Regions from separate parts of the Bos taurus genome. Here region 2 is linked to region 1. Evidence: chromatin contacts called from public Hi-C data. All regions are on one chromosome and are shown on one strand. The core of a region is the stretch at or near the end of the contact, and the rest is flanking DNA. Distances in the headings are between cores, read along the strand shown. Region 1 has its middle 100 kb from the start of TRNAC-GCA. Region 2 has its middle 290 kb from the start of TRNAC-GCA.

The links. Hi-C and Micro-C count contacts between places; a contact is called where the count stands out from the background.
Region 2: a Hi-C map of liver shows a contact between it and region 1, with 2.2 times the contacts expected there. The contact joins two enhancer-like sites. A contact is called at or near these places in 2 of 11 Hi-C or Micro-C datasets (liver and skeletal muscle).

The regions. Positions count from the first base shown.
Region 1 is chr14:11,879,453-11,882,071 of ARS-UCD2.0, reverse strand. No RefSeq gene overlaps it. Among named protein-coding and RNA genes, the nearest start is that of TRNAC-GCA, 100 kb to the right of the region's middle. Within about 2 kb of position 1,326, at least 1 of the 102 cell types and tissues checked has an H3K27ac peak or open chromatin away from gene starts, as enhancers often do. A contact at or near this core is called in liver, where this site is marked.
Region 2 is chr14:12,071,577-12,074,195 of ARS-UCD2.0, reverse strand. No RefSeq gene overlaps it. Among named protein-coding and RNA genes, the nearest start is that of TRNAC-GCA, 290 kb to the right of the region's middle. Within about 2 kb of position 1,320, at least 15 of the 102 cell types and tissues checked have an H3K27ac peak or open chromatin away from gene starts, as enhancers often do. A contact at or near this core is called in liver, where this site is marked.

The DNA of each region.
Region 1 (2,619 bases), core at 77-2,576:
TTGATTCATCATCTAGTATGGACTGCTCAATCATGAACCCAGAGCACATTTCAGAGGAAGCAGGGTGGTGTTGAAAGCTGCATATCTACCTTCTGGTATCTTAATTTCTTCTATATCCTTTTCACTGCTTGCTGGCCAGTTCAGTATTAAACTGAAGCAAAGGTAGTTTCCAAATCTACATCTCTGTTCTAGCCACTACTGATAGGTGACCTATTCAAGGTGGCATGACTGCATTTGTCATTTTCAGCTGGCATCAATTCTGACTAATTAGTGCCCACACTATAGCATTCTACTTTCACCCCTGGTCTTGGCAGGTCTTCAACCTGGAAATAATAAATAGGCTTTTTGAATTAGCCTAGCTCAGCTGGACTGTGCTAGGCTGTGATATCTATGTCAGAGCATAGATACATTATTTGGTAAAAGACTCTTCTTTCTTTCCCTCCAAAAACCCAAGTGTGGACTGGCAGAGACCTCTGCCATGGTAGGTATGATGAGTAGAACAATTTGAGATGAGTGCAGAGGAAACAATGGAAATCATGTATTAGTCAAAAACCCTGCAGAACTTCTTTGAATTAAGATCTTATAGTTAAGCGTACAGTAGAGGGGATTTCCCACTTCTACCCCAGCAATCCTGGGAAATTCTCCAAAGTTGCTCAGTCACTTCAGTTGTTCTTCATGAATGAAGTCTATAAACGTAGGAACCATTTTTCCTTCGCATGCAATTCAATGAAGAAGACAATTTGCCTTCTACCTATAAAGATCCCATGGTAGATACTGAGGTTGGAACAATGCATATGTGATCATATTTAATTTTAATAAGAAAGTCATGTGAATATATGTTTGCTCTAATTTTGCAAATGAGAAACTTGAGTGTGGGATAGTTAATTATTACAGTAAAGATTATGCAAGTGGAAAGTGGCAAAATGCAGTTTCAAAGCCAGATCTTTCCTAATATCATAGGACATGCTTCTTACTTATTCAACACTGACTCTTAAATATATTTTGATAAATGAAGAACCTTGAAACACAAATTGTATATGTCTTGCCAAGATTGTAGTTCTGATTAGATATATAGCTGGGCTTCAGTTAATATCTGTTGGGTTGTCTCTTCTTGAAGAACCCTTTCAAGTATTTTAGGAACAAGAGAAAGAAACTCAAGGTGAAGGTGACTGACTGTCACATTTAAACTGTTGAAATTTAAGCACAAAAGAACAGGGCTCATTTGTAAACAAACCTATCTGAACTTACCAATATCAGTGGGAACCAAGTCCTCACCAGACTAATTCTTTTGGAAATATGCCCACTTATCCCAGCAGTGCTGAGTGGCAGCAGAGAATAAGCGTGGACTTTGAAATCACAGGACCTGTGTCAAACTCCAAGTTCACCACTTTCCAACTGCTTGAACCTGGGATAAACTTTTCTGTCTCTGAATCTGGATCTAGAGAAACATGCGGTTGCATACTCATGCTGTCCTTTATAGTACTGCTTCTGATCATCTTCTTCCCTTCCTCTCACAGTCTTTCTCTCTCTTCCCTGCCTGTCCTTCCTTTATTTTTCTTTCAACCATGAGTATTCAAAGCCCTTTCCAGCCACATCTTCCCTGATATGTTTTATCATGACAATACTGTTTCCTAGCAGGATGGTGTTTCTCATCTTTGTGCCTCCTTTACCTCTTATGGCTGGAATGGCTTTCATTTCTCATTGTCTTCATGAGATTTTACTTGTCCTTGAAGATCTAACAGAAGTATCACATTTTCATTGCCATTATCTCTATTTCCCTCTTTATTCTTCTCCAAATACAACTGCTTTCTTCTCTCTGGTCAAAGATTCCATCTTCAAATATTGAATATTTAACATCTCATCATGTCTGGCTCATTAATGGGGCAGAACTGTTGTCAGATATCTTATAAGAAGGATTGAGATATCTTATGGAAGATAATGCAGCAGAGTAAAAAGGCCAGAGAAAGAAGTCTGTTTTAGCCTTTAGAAGCAAGGAAAACAGTGTGGTGTCTACCAGTAGGCTCAATCCTGCCCTCTTCCCATACCCCTGTTCCACTCATTCTTTGGTTCTAGACTGGATTTAATCAAAGATAGATTTCATCTTAATTGCAATATAATACTGACTGGTTGTACTTGCCTAGGATAATGAATTAAATGGAATTTTGCATCTGTAGCCAAGTTTAGTGATTGATTAATGATGTCTCATGATTGATTAATGATGTCTGCCAGGATCTTAGAAAATTAAAATGGCCACACACGTATGCACGTTCACTATCCCTGGACTAGACAGTTTCTGAGTCCACATCTAGTGCTCAAAGTTTATAAATAAGAATTAATCAAATCTGACCTCTATTTAATGCTTCACGAATTATTCTGATGTCTACATTATGAAGATCAGTGCCAGTGAATTGTTAACAAAGATTTCTGTGTTCTGGACTGTTGTAAAACTAGTTGTGTCTGTTCTTGTTCTTAGGCTGCTTCATATTTAGCACTTCACAGAACAGGCTTATTAACTAAAGTTATCTAATATTATTATTTTCTTCTATGCATGATGAAATCCTATCTGTTTCATTTTGGTTTGACCTGAGAGATGCTAGGTTCTCTTCGGTATGAAGACTC
Region 2 (2,619 bases), core at 71-2,570, 190 kb before region 1:
CATCAGCCTAGGCTAGTGCATTATCTTATTGTTATTATTATTTACTTCTACTGTCACTAGAGCAATTTCTGCATGTTTACTAGGCTATACATGGTAAGTAGGCAGAATTCATATCTAATTCCTTTTTATCTCCCATAGCAGCACAATGACTAGCACATAAATAGCCCTTGATAAATATTTATGAAATGGTTTTTAATTATTAATATATGAATTTGATTTATTAATAGTTTCTTAATGACTTTAATTCTCATTAAATTATTTGTTTAAGAAACATTTGACTAAATTCTTTTTTTCTCTCTTGGACTCTTTTTCCCATGGGTTTTAGCCAAACTCCATGAGGCAAGAGGCAGGGTGGCACTCTTTTGATAGGGTGAAGAAGAGGGGTTTGAAGTCAGGCAGAACTGGATTAGACTACCTGCTATGTGGCCTCCTGGACTCAGGCTTTTCCTCTACAAAACGGGGCTAGAGTCCGTGGTGTTGCAAAAGAGTTGGACCCAACTTAGTGACTAAACGGCAACAATATTTGTAGTAATAATACTGATGACAATACATACTTTGTAGATTTGTGATGCTAAGCCCTTCATCTATATTATTTCACTGATTCTCACAGACACCTAGGGAAGGACATGTTGTCATCAACTGTTAAGTGGTCTCCTACGGGGAAACAGAGGATCAAACCAGGTGAGATGAGTGAAGAGCCTGGTCCGTAGAAGAGGCTGATGACATTGCAGCCCATCTTCCTCTCCCTTCCTTCATGTCACGGGGCACTAAAATGCAGAGACATTCCAGCCACACAGTTGCGGAGGACTGGGCTGAGCATCCCAGTTCATCCAGGTGGTTCCTGGCCTGTGCCATTCCCACTGGGCCCTAGAGCTTCCATTGGAGGTGCTTGGAAGATGTTTTTGCATTTATATGAACCCCTCCCTCGCTCTCTAATCCATCTTCACCTAGCTGTTTTGGGGCCAGGCAGAATGAGTCAGCCAGTCACAAGCCTGCTCTCAAGGCCAACTTGCAGGTGATGGAGACAAATGCCACACTCGACCCGGACATAAAGACCTGCCTGGATTGGCAGCCCTTATGTTCACGTCCCTGGAAGCACCCTGCCATCGTCCTTATAAAAGAGCCAGCACTGTCTGCCCACCAGCTTCCTAGTGGGTAGTAGCTTACTGTGGAATCAGTTTGAGGTCTTATTGAAGCTGCCTTTTCTTTTTTAAAATAGCTGATGGTTGAGCCTTGCTGAGGGCCAGAGCTGAGTCATCTTCGGCGTAAGCTACTCTCACGTCTGCTGCCAATTGCCAGATGGGCACTCTCTGCTTTTCTGATGCAAGGGACAGCAAGCTTCCATCTCTGAGTCAATGTCACCCTGCTGGCTGGCTCTGTCCACACAGTTCAATAAAACAATTTAGCCTGGATAGAGGGAATGAGCATGAGGGGGGGAGAGAGAGGGAGGGAGGGAGAGAGTTGTTGCTGGTGGAAAGGGAGGGAAAGAGGGAGGAAGAGATTATCCTTAGACTCTAGGATGAAACCTGAGTCCTCCAGTTCACATACCTGGCATGACCAGGCAGAATGAAGACGTCTCATTTGGAGTCACCCCTGCCCCCTGCTCTCCACCCTTGCTGTCGCTACTCAGAATCTGGGAATCATGCCTCAAGGAAGAGTTTTGACTCCCTGCCCTAAGCCTTTGTTTCTGTAGCATCATGACTAATAACTCGCAAGGTTGTCTGGGGACTAACCTACCTAATATGAAAGAGTCCCTGCCTCCGCCTCTGACTGCCACCCTCAGACTGCATTGAGACCCGGTGTGGTCCACTTTCAGAAGCCAGTAAACTTCCTAGAATGTTTCATTCTAATAATGTGATTAATTGTGCCTATTGTTTAATATTTGTCACCCTTACCAGAACAGGACATAGGTAGGTGTGTGAATAATGTCAGCCTTCTTCACCACTCTATTTTGTCTGTCTAGCCAAGTGTCTGGCAGCAAGGGTAGGTACTAAAGTAATAGTTGTTGAATGATTACACTGAAAATTGTTTGAACACATTCCTAATGGGTTTCCATCAGTCCCTTGTATTTGGTTATATCCCGTCCCCAAACCATGCAGCTCAGAGGTGATGGGGTAATCTTTGTAAAGTACAAATCCTACTTTTCATGCCTTTCCTTAAAGTCCTGCTCCTTTACAGACAAGGAATATTCCAGCTACCCATTTTCAACCCCTGGTCTTTCCTCTTCGTAATTCAAGCTCTCACCATCCCAGAGTTTTGGGGTGGTTCCAAGACATGGCACTATTTAGAGCATCTCCATCTTTTCACATGAGATTCCTTCTGCCTTGGGACTTCTCTGGTGGTCCAATGCAGTGGGGCTGGGTTTGATCCTTGGTCAGGGAACTAGATCCCACTTGCTGAAAATAAGAGTTTGCATACCTCAACTAAAGAGCCCACGTGTTGCAATGAAGAATCAGTGCAGCCACATAAATAAATAAACATTAAAAAAAGGTTCCCTCTGCCTGAAATGTCCTCTTTTGTTTGGAAGTCTTCTTCATACTTATTCTTTTTTTTTTTTTTTTAGCCATATAGCAGGTGCAATCTTAGTTCCCTGACCAGAGATCAAACCCATGGCTGCTG